Regions from separate parts of the Gossypium arboreum genome. Here regions 1 and 2 are each linked to region 3. A link is a contact called in public Hi-C data. All regions are on one chromosome and are shown on one strand. The core of a region is the stretch at or near the end of the contact, and the rest is flanking DNA. Distances in the headings are between cores, read along the strand shown.

Evidence for each region. Hi-C and Micro-C count contacts between places; a contact is called where the count stands out from the background.
Region 1: a contact with region 3 is called in a Hi-C map of leaf, with 3 times the contacts expected there. The contact joins the promoter of LOC108465243 here to the promoter of LOC108480437 in region 3. A contact is called at or near these places in 2 of 5 Hi-C or Micro-C datasets (both in leaf).
Region 2: a contact with region 3 is called in a Hi-C map of leaf, with 6 times the contacts expected there. The contact joins the promoter of LOC108480815 here to the promoter of LOC108480437 in region 3. A contact is called at or near these places in 2 of 5 Hi-C or Micro-C datasets (both in leaf).

Annotation. Positions count from the first base shown.
Region 1 is chr1:43,908,863-43,912,460 of ASM2569848v2, forward strand. It overlaps LOC108465243 (transmembrane 9 superfamily member 2-like), which reads left to right and starts at 2,340. Exons shown (of 7, transcript XM_017765567.2): 1 at 2,340-2,645; 2 at 2,830-2,870; 3 at 2,966-3,551. The coding sequence starts at 2,488. LOC108465242 (probable potassium transporter 17) reads left to right here. Exons shown (of 8, transcript XM_017765566.2): 7 at 1-110; 8 at 494-1,702. The coding sequence ends at 1,344.
Region 2 is chr1:44,280,987-44,284,573 of ASM2569848v2, forward strand. It overlaps LOC108480815 (serine/threonine-protein kinase BRI1-like 2), which reads right to left and starts at 2,236. Exons shown (of 1, transcript XM_017783925.2): 1 at 1-2,236. The coding sequence starts at 1,984.
Region 3 is chr1:44,094,306-44,098,016 of ASM2569848v2, forward strand. It overlaps LOC108480437 (non-functional NADPH-dependent codeinone reductase 2-like), which reads right to left and starts at 2,087. Exons shown (of 3, transcript XM_017783440.2): 1 at 1,668-2,087; 2 at 1,347-1,590; 3 at 585-1,227. The coding sequence starts at 2,041. The coding sequence ends at 823.

The sequences.
Region 1 (3,598 bases), core at 1,090-3,589, 190 kb before region 3:
CAACAAAGAGGGAGAAGTATACTCCCCAGAAGTCAATTACATCCTTATGGTTTTCTGTATTGCAGTTATACTTATATTCGGAGATGGACAAGATATCGGCAATGCTTTTGGTATGGTAAAATTCAGCATTTTGCACTCAGCGTCTATTATTATTGCTTAATATTTTAACAAATCTCATGATGTTTTCTGGTACCTTATAGCATCTCATCTCAGCAGTACCATATAATGTTGAAAATTAGAGGGTAATGACTAATTAAATGGAAGCATTGTTGTTATTTTCTCCAGAAATGGTGTTTCTAACATCATCTTGATATTATTAGCTTTTAACCTAAGAAGCATCAAAACCACATAAAAACTGAAAAATGGAAGAAAACCGGTCTCGCTTATTCTTGTTTCTATTATGAATGCATCTTTTCATTTTATTTTTTTCTGGTTAAGCAAACTATTAAATGTTTTCTTACAGTCCTGCTAATTTATAAAATCTTGCTTTCAGGTGTTGTTGTTAGTCTCGTCATGCTCATAACAACTATATTGTTGACACTGGTCATGATCATTATATGGAGAACACCGTCATTGTTAGTTGCATTGTACTTCATCATCTTTTTTATGATGGAAGGTGTATACGTTAGTGCAGTTCTGACCAAAATTCCTGAAGGTGGATGGATTCCATTTGCCATATCTTTTATACTTGCCTTCATTATGTTCGGTTGGTACTACGGGAGACAGAGGAAGATACAGTATGAACTAACTCACAAGATTGACTTGGGAAGACTTGGAATGCTGTTATCTGACCCGAGTGTGCAAAGGGTTCCCGGATTGTGCTTCTTTTACACTAAAATACAAAACGGATTGACTCCCATCCTAGGACATTATACTAAAAACATGAGATCGCTTCACAAGGTTACTATTTTTACAACACTTAGATATCTACTGGTTCCTAAAGTTTCTCCACATGAGAGGATTGTGGTGAAAGAGTTGGGCCTTAGAGGAGTTTATGCATGTGTGATTCAATATGGTTATGCTGATTCCCTAAACCTTGAAGGAGACAACTTTGTTAGTCAAGTTTTGGATAGCTTGCAAGAGCATATAGAAAACTGCTCCAGTTTACCGTCTGATCATATGCCAGTTCAAGAGGAGATTTCAGAACTGAGCGAGGCAAAAACAGCAGGTGTAATTCATGTTCGAGGAAAAGCAAGGTTTCACATAGGCAAGAGCACCAGCTTCTTTGACAGATTCATGCTTGCCTTCTACGAAGTGTTGCACAAAAACTGTAGGCCTGCACTGCCTGTTCTTGGGGTGCCGCTGCCGCAGTGTCTGGAGGTTGGGATGTTTTACGAAGCTTGAATAGATGATTGTAACAGGCACATCAAGTACCAAGTTCACTTCCACGGAAAAAGAAGAAAAAAAATTAAAGTATATGTTGAAGCTTTACAACCAAGCCATATCAGATTGTGAGTTGATTCATCCCATTTTTAGCGACTTGTTCCATGGTTAAATTTTGTTGTTAGTCCTTGGACTATGCATAAATGTTGATATAGTTATTGTGCTTTAATTTAGTTGATTTTAGTTCCTATTTCAACTTTTGAAAATTTAGTTTAGACTAAACAGTAACTGTTAAATTCAATAGCAGCCTCCATATGAAGTACTCCTTGTTTGTGACGACCTCCATGGTGTTAGTATGCTAAGAATGGTTATTGTATAACTGTTTGTAGTCTCGTCTTTTCTTGTAAAAAAAAAAAGTCATTACATAGCCATTATTTTATACAGTCAGGTGGTTGACTCCACCACTACGTACTGTTTCTCCAAACCAAAGAGGCAAAACTACCTTAGGTGATGGGCTTTACACGGATTTTAATAGGTTAAATTATGTTAATTGTTTTTGTATTGTGATAAAATTTGAAATTTAATTACTATACTTTGAAAGTTACAAATTAAGTCCCACTTTTTTAATTTAAAAATTTCAGTTCCATCATTAAAATTATAAGTATTTTCGGTTAAAAGTTGTTAATTTGGCATATTAATTAAGTTTTCCTAATGTAATGCGACATATAATTGATGGAAAATAAACATGTTATATTGATAAATTTTAACTGAAATTTTAATGAAGATAATGACTAAACTAAAATTTATAAATTGAAAAAGTGAAAAGAATTGAATTTTTAACTTTTTAAGTTAAAGTATAGACACTAACATTACACTTTAACCATTTTAATATCATCTAATTTTTTCTACTGTAAATATTATCTAATTTTGCTTATCTAGATTCAATTCAAATTATTAACAACTTTTTATTATTATAATAAATAATCTAATATTATTTACAAAGAAAAAGAAAATGCTATATATCTCCGTATATGATATGTGATGTGATATACCCACTTTTTGTTTCTCTCTCTTTTTTTTCTCATCATATGTATATATTGCATTGCAGAATTTCACAAATCCTTTCACACATCTTCCTTTTTCTCTCATTATTATCCTACCCAAATGAGAAACTTTGGCAACTCTCCGGCCTTTGTAATCCTCGGAGTTTTTATCCTCTCTTGTGTTTCCCATGTTAGATCCGACGCCTCCGACCACCGTTACAAAGAAGGTGACCCTGTCCCTCTCTACGCCAACAAGGTCGGCCCTTTCCACAACCCCAGGTGGTAACCCTTTTATTTCCTTCCTTCATTACTAGATCTGATTGTTGCTCGTCTTTACAATTCAATGCCTTCATTCCATACCCACCTTTGGAACATTCAAGTTCCAATCTCATATTTACAACTTTTTATTTTTTTGGATTGGGGGTTTATTCTTCAAATTATTTATTTGTTTGTTTGTTTCCAGTGAAACCTATCGCTACTTTGATCTGCCCTTCTGTTCTCCAGGTTCTTTTTTTTCTCTTGTTTTTATTTTTAAATTAGATCTTAAGCAATTCAATTTAGATTTAATAAATGGTGTTGGTTTTTGGAATGGAATTTAGATCATGTAAAGGAGAAGAAAGAAGCATTAGGTGAGGTATTGAATGGAGATCGACTCGTCAGTGCTCCTTATAAACTGAATTTTAAAGAGGAAAAAGATTCTTCCGTTGTTTGTAAGAAGAAACTTTCAAAGGATGAGGTTGTCTTTTTCCGAAAGGCGGTCGAAAAAGATTATTATTTCCAAATGTACTATGATGATTTGCCTATCTGGGGTTTTATTGGCAAAGTTGATAAGGAAGGAAAAGCTGATCCCAGTGAGTACAAGTATTACCTTTACAAGCATATTCAGTTTGATGTACTTTATAACAAGGATCGTGTTATTGAGATCAGCGCAAGGATGGATCCACATTTGCTCGTGGACTTGACTGAGGATAAGGAAGTTGATGCTGAGTTTATGTACACTGTGAAATGGAAGGAAACTGATACTCCTTTTGAGAAGAGGATGGAGAGATATTCCATGTCTTCTTCTTTGCCGCATCATTTAGAGATTCATTGGTTTTCAATTATCAACTCTTGTGTGACGGTTCTCCTTTTGACTGGTTTCCTTGCAACAATTCTCATGCGGGTCTTGAAGAATGATTTCATTAAGTGAGATCTGTTATATCTTTCCTTATTTGGATATAATTCTCTTACTT
Region 2 (3,587 bases), core at 986-3,485, 190 kb after region 3:
CACCTAAGTTCCTCAGCTGGCCAAGGGACGAGGGAATCTCTCCAGACAGCTGATTATGTGCTAGTTCAAGAACTTGCAAAGCCACCATTTCACCTATTTCGATTGGGATTTTCCCACGAAGCTGATTGTAAGAGAGATCCAAATACTCCAGCGTCTGGTATTGTGTGAAAAGACTCAACACCGGCCCAGAATACATCCTTGTAAAATCACAGCTTTTCAAGTTGGATATCTGCAACAATCTTTCAGGCCTGATCCCAGCAAACTCCAACAGTCCTCCAACTCCTTTACACGAATTCCCCACGTTCCTCACGAAAACCAGAGTGTTACCCGACAGAATTCCACTCAAGGACTTTGCCCCAAGCTGCCGGCCAAGTCTGGGTGGGATTTCTCCGGTCAGCTTGTTGCTGTTCAAATCTAACCAAACCAAGCTAGTGCAATTCCCTAGCTCTCCTGGTATCTCGCCGCTCAAGCTATTGTTTGCTAGCTGAAGAACAGCTAACCTTGATAAAAGGCCGAATTCTCGTGGGATTGAACCCGTGAGTTCATTGCTTGTGAGAGATATCCATTCCAGATTGCTGCAGTTGAATAACTCCATAGGTATCTCACCACTAAGTCGGTTGTTATTAAGGATCAGATCTTTTAATTTGCTGCATTTTCCCAATTCTTTTGGGATTTGCCCCTCCAAGTCATTGAACCATGCTATCAGCTGCTCTAGATTCTCAAGCGCCCCAAGCTCCGTTGGGATCGATCCATTGAGATAGTTCAAACTAAAATCAACTGTCCTCAGCCGGGGACATTGTGACAATTGAGTCGGAATTTGTCCAGCAACGAGATTGTCTGGGATCTTCAGCTCTTCAAGTGCGGCAGCTCCTGGGCATATATCAGGTGGAATGGTCCCAAAGAATTTATTGGAACTCAAATCCACAATTCTCAAGCTCTTACAATATGAAATCGAAGAAGGAAATGGCGCAATGATGATGTTATTACTCAACAACAAAGCCTCTAATGCACCAAGATTCTCAAGGATAGAATCTGGAAAGGGGCCCGTTATGTTGTTATTAGATAAATCAAGAATCTGAAGATATGAACATGAAGATAATGAACTGGGAACTGGGCCTGAAAAGTTGTTGAAAGAAAGCCTGAGTGCCAAAAGTGAGTCACATGCATTCCCCAACTCGGAAGGAATCCAACCAGTGAGATGGTTAAAAGAAAGGTCAAGCCTTTGTAAGGTTTTAAGCTCCCCTAAAGAGCTTGGGATCTCCCCAGTGAGAGAATTGAGTGAAAGATTCAATGCAGTGAGCTTGGTGCAATTCGAAAGATAAACAGGAATGGAATCAACAAAACGGTTTGAAGACAAATCAAGGACGAGCAAGGAATTGCAAGAATTCTCTAATTTCAACCCTGAAATAGAACCTGTGATGTTGTTAGCAGAGAGATCAAGAACCTGCAACTTATCAGGATTTGATGAAAAAAGATTATCAGGTAAAGTCCCTGTGAGATTATTATGGGATAAATTCACGTATTCAAGATTTGGAAGCTTGGAGAAAATGGTATCAGGGAATAGACCAAAAAGACCAGTGTCAGACAACTGGAGACGCTTCAATCCATATGGGAGGAGCAGCAAAGTCGTTGAATTTACAGTGAACATATTCCCAGACAAATCCAAAGAATATAACATATCAAGAGAAGCCAAAGGGTTGAAAAAGATGGTGCCATAGAGGCTACACTGGTTAAGGTCAAGCTGAACCACTCTACCCGATGAGCATTTAACTCCATACCAAAGGCATGGACTGGTTTCAAGCTTCCACCCTGATAGAACTCCAGTCGGGTCGTTGTCGATCATCTTTTTGAACCCAAGTAAAGCTACTGCATCGGTTTTGATGGATGGAACAACCGTTTGTTCCGCTGCTGAAACTGAGATATACACTGTAAAGATAAGTATGAGAGGCAGATGATAGGAAAGCTGAAATGGTTTCCCCTCCATTGAAGAAACACACAATTGAGAGAGAGAAAGAGGGAGGGAGAGGGTGCAATGTTTAGAAGAGAGAGTGGGAGTGGTGAATATGATGAGAAACTGTTGTGAGTGCAAAGCAGAAGAGAAGCTTTAGAAAAAGGGAAAAAAGAAAGGAAAGGAGGGAGGGGAACATGGGAAAGCAATATGAAGAAAATAAAATGGGAACTTCAGATGGAAATGATGGTGGAATGTGAGGTATACATTGAACAAATACGGTTCCATTGCATTGATCCATACATTCATGGATTTGGGTTTAGTACTAGAAAACGTAGACTAGAGAGAAAAACATCAAAATCAAAAGCATTGATTTGACATATGGTCAAAAGGAAAAGGACCCACAGACAAGCTCTGTCTTTACATAAAATAAGGGGGGAAAATGTTAAATTTGGAGTACGCATGGGTTGAGTGATCATTGATCCAAGAGTCAGTGTTTGTTTGTCAGAGAGAATGTTTTTCTGTTTCATATTTGAGAAATGTATGATCAGATGAAGAAGATTCAGTCCCATTTGTATGTAACTTTTAACATTACAGATCCATTTTGTTTGTTTCCCATTGGCATCCATGCATTTCCAATCTTGGCTTCAATTCAATCTTTTTGGATCAATGTATTTTATTTCAGACTAAATTCGAATCTAAAATTTCTCATTGATGTAAAACTTTTTCATTTCTTAAACCTTTCCAGTTCAAGACTTGTTTATCTTAATTATTGGAAAAAAGTTGTAAAACCAATGGAATCAAATACAAGTAAAAAGGATTATGTATAGATTTTTTTTTTATGCCGTAATAAGAAATAATGAAGGAAAAGCATAAATTGGTGATAAGGGAATATGGTCCACTTGGGAGAAAACATTAATTATATAAACCATTGAATTTTATTGTTTTTAAAGAAAATTAATTGTGGGAGAATAAAAATGAAGGCCCACAAACAAACAACAATCAATTAGCTCTTGTGGTTAATGGCTGGAAGAATATTTTGCATGAGAAGTGATGATGCCCCCATTTGCTCCCTCTTTTTCTCTCTGCTAACCAAACTAATTGGATTAGCTCTAAAAAGTATGATGAAAAAGTGAAGTGCATCCAAGCAAATATGTTTAAAATCCTTTCAACTTTCACAAAAAAATATATACTCTTAAGATTTATCTACTATGTAAAACGAAAATTATTCTCTCTTTTGCTATCAACAGTCTACTTTATATTTATTTTTCATTTTCTTCTTTTTTTAATTACAAAAAATATCACATTGAATTATTATAAAATAAGCTTAAATTATATTATTTTTACTTCAATTAAAATTAACTTATTTAATTTAATTATAATTAATTGAGAAGTAAATTCTTTAAACTATTTTTATTTAAAATAATTAACGGTATTTAAAATATTTTAATGATAACAAAGTTTAAGAAATAAAGGAAAAATTATAAATAAATCTAAATATTGTTATAAAATAAAGAGAGATGGAGAGAATAAAGAACAAAGAAAGCAATAGAGAATGTATTTTATTGATCAAAGAGATAATTACAATGCTTCATCAAAGTCTCTATTTATAGACATAAGAAGTATAAAAGAAGTAGAG
Region 3 (3,711 bases), core at 837-3,336:
TTTTATTTAAAATGTGACATCAAAATATTGACAAAAAGAATAACAATGTTAACAATGGGACTTAATTTTCAATTCTAAAAGTAAATGACTAAATTATTAAAATAAAAGTACAAGAACTAAATCTCAAATTTGTAAAGAATACATAGACTTATGGTACATTTTAACATTTATACTACAAAATATTTATTATTAATATATTTATAATTTTAATAGATATTTATTATTTAAAATATTAATATTGAATAATTTTTCAATAATATATGATAGAATATTATTTAAAATTATTTTTTAAAATTTATTATTAAAATAAAATTGAAATATGAAATAATATTAATAATTTATTATATGATTAGATATAGATAATTAAATATGTATGTTTGATAATATTAAAAATTGTAATATTTTATATTAATATTTTATTAATTTTATAAATTTTAAACATAAAAATAAAAAATTTATTATTAATATAATAATATTAAACTTTATTTAAGTTAATTTTATATAAAAATTTTGCGTTAGAAAATGACTTATGTTTTTCAAAGTAAAGAAAAATTCAAAAAATTATTTTCAGTACTTTCCGGTGATTTTCTAATACTTGCAACATGTTACTCCACAAGAAAGGACAAACAGAAAAATAGGATGACTCTTGACTCAATATGCTCCACAATCACATTTTATTATCCCACATAGTTCTCGTCTGCTAAATGCTGGTTCCAATACAGTAAAACGATGGTCCCATACATACACAATACCATCAAACTATAAAGATCTGCATATGGGTCCATTTGGTTTATTTGTAATAAATCCAGTAGATAATGAAAATCAAATCTCTCCATCCCAAAGCTCTTCAAGAGACTTGTAAGGACCATCATCTGATACAAATTCCCCAGCTGGAAACCCTTTGCACTGTGGAAGTTGGCTTATCTTGCGAGACTCCTCAGCACTGAGCTTCCAATCGAAGATATCAAGGTTTTGTTTCATCCTTTCCTTGTTGAAGCTCTTCACAAGCACACATACTCCTTGTTCATGTGCCCATCTCAAACAAACCTGAGCAAGCGATTTTCCCTTGGCTTGGGCAATTTCCTTGAGTAGCTCACATTCCATCACCCGATTTGTTCCCCACAGCGTTCCTTTTGCCCCCAGAGGAGAGTAAGACTCGATAAGTATGCCCTTCTCATCGCAAAACTTCCTCAGTTTCTTTTGCTGCCACATTGGGTTCATCTCCACCTTTCACCCCATAAATCAATTCATACGAATCCATCATTAGTTACTTTACTATTAATTTTAATTGAAAAACATTAAGCAGATGATACAAAACATTAGGGAGAAATTAAAGTGGTTCTCACTTGGTTCACTGCAGGTGGGATTTTGGCAGTGGAAAGGATAGTTTCGAGTTTCTTGCAGGAGAAATTGCTTACTCCTATAGATTTTGTTAGGCCAAGAGCTTGACACTCCTCCATTGCTTCCCACACAGATTTTAGATAAATAGGAACAAGGTCCTTCTTCTTAACAGGCAACTCATATTCCCCAGGCTTCACGCTCACTGGCCAGTGAATCAGATACAGATCAAGATATTCCAACTTCAAATTTCTATACAAATCAAGAAACAATAAGTAAACCAATAAAAAGCACATATTGAAAACATCAAGGGAACAAAGGGATAATACTTGAGTGTTTTTTTGAGTGCTGGGAGAACACAATCATGGTGTGCATCGCTACACCAGAGCTTGGAAGTGATAAAGAGTTCGTCTCTGGATTTGATTAACCCTAGACGAAGAGCATCTGATATTGCTTCACCTAAAGGCTGTTCAGTTTGGTAAAGAGCAGCCGTATCGAAGTGACGGTACCCTACTTCGATAGCTTCGAGAATGATTTGTTTCATGGTATCAATGGAAGCACCGAAAGGGTATTCGGCTGTGCCAAAACCTAGAAGGGGAATAGCTTTCTCATTGGTTGAATGAAGAGGGAAAGTTGGGACGCTTTGATATGAAGTGGTAGACAACTGTGGACTGCTTTTTTGCATTTTGGTTCTGACATCCATGTTTACTGTATCTGTCAATAATATCCTTCACCATGCCATCTCATATATATTAAAAGTTTTTGAGTCATTGATCTTTTTTAATTATTACTTTGATGGACGTCTTTTTCTATTTACTTCTTTTTTTTTTAAAGAAAAAGTATTCTATCTAAATAAATAAATACAAGTGGGCGTTTACCCCCCCCCCCCGGGGAATAAGTGGGTGTTCATTATTGACCAACACCCCATTCTTTGAAAATCGAAAGAAGAAGAAGAATATTTTCAACCTTGATATAATCTCGTGTAAAGATATTGATCAAATTTGTTGGTGTTAATGAGATTTGAGATTGTGTTTTGTTGCTTGAGATTAAAAAATGTGTTTTTAATGTTGATGGAGTCTTAATTTGATTGGTATGTGTATTGTTGTTAATATAGGAGGAGGTGGGTTTGAGTATGCTGAAACGTATTATCCTCCTATTTATGAGTTGAGGAGGGACTATGAATAGTTCTAAGTATTGTCTCAAAAAGAATAAATATGATAGAATCTACGGTGAAATTGTTAAAAAAAATATGTTTTTAATATTAAATAATGTTTTTTACAATAATAATATTAAAATGAGTATCTATTCTATTTAAAAGAGTTTGTTTGAGTTGGCCACTCTCAATTAAGCTTTAACTCAATTTTTAAATTACTATAAGACTACAATTAAAAGGTTTAATTCACACTTTAGTTCTTGAAATATACTGGTTTCTTACATTGGTGACTAAAGTTTTTTCTTAGCCCACTTCAATCTTTAACATTATTTGATGTTCTCAATTTAGTCCTTACCATTATCAGGCCTTCTCTGTTCAATGTTTTGGTCACTAAACTAGGAATGTCTAATAATGTTAGGGATTGAAGTAGGCAAAATAAAACTTTAAGTACCAAATTGAGAAAAGCAGTATATTTTAGGGACTAAAGTGTGCATTAAGCCTTATTTTAAAATATAATAAATATTATTTTGAAGATACTTTTATCTTTTTCATACAAAATCTAGTAAAACATAGGATTTAAACCTAAACTTTCATAAAACTTACCAACCAATATAACCATTTCAATTATAAAGTAATATTTAATTCTCATTTTAATTTTAAAAAAATTTCTAAAACCCTAAAAAAATTTCTATTTTTTCTCCAAGTTGCTTGTTTCTTTTCTTGTATTTTGCCCAACGAAGGTGCCAATCTCCGGACTGGCTACCACTAGCCTCTTTTTGTTTTTTTTTTCTTCTTTTTCACTCCATGATCTCTTTTGTAGGTATCTTTAATGTCTTCACAAATTGTGATGGATTGATGATAATATCTATAATAGCCCGATTTTGGGCTTAGTCAGAACAGTGGTTTCGGGACCACTAGCCCGAGGTCAGAGAAATTATTTTTGATATTATTTTATGTGTTGTGGCATAATTATATGAGAGTATGAAAATTTTGGTGAATTAATTTTATCGATTTCATGCTTAATTGTGAAAAAGGACTAAATCGCATAAAGTATAAAAGTCCTATTTTGATAGCTAAAGGTGTTAAATTGCCAAGGAACCTTAATTGGGAGTCTTTAAAGGGAAAATAGACCCTTTTAGGAGAGTGACTGGCCATAGGGGGACAAGAGAGGTCAAAAGTCAAATATTAGGTGTGTTTAGTGACTTAAATGAATAAAATAA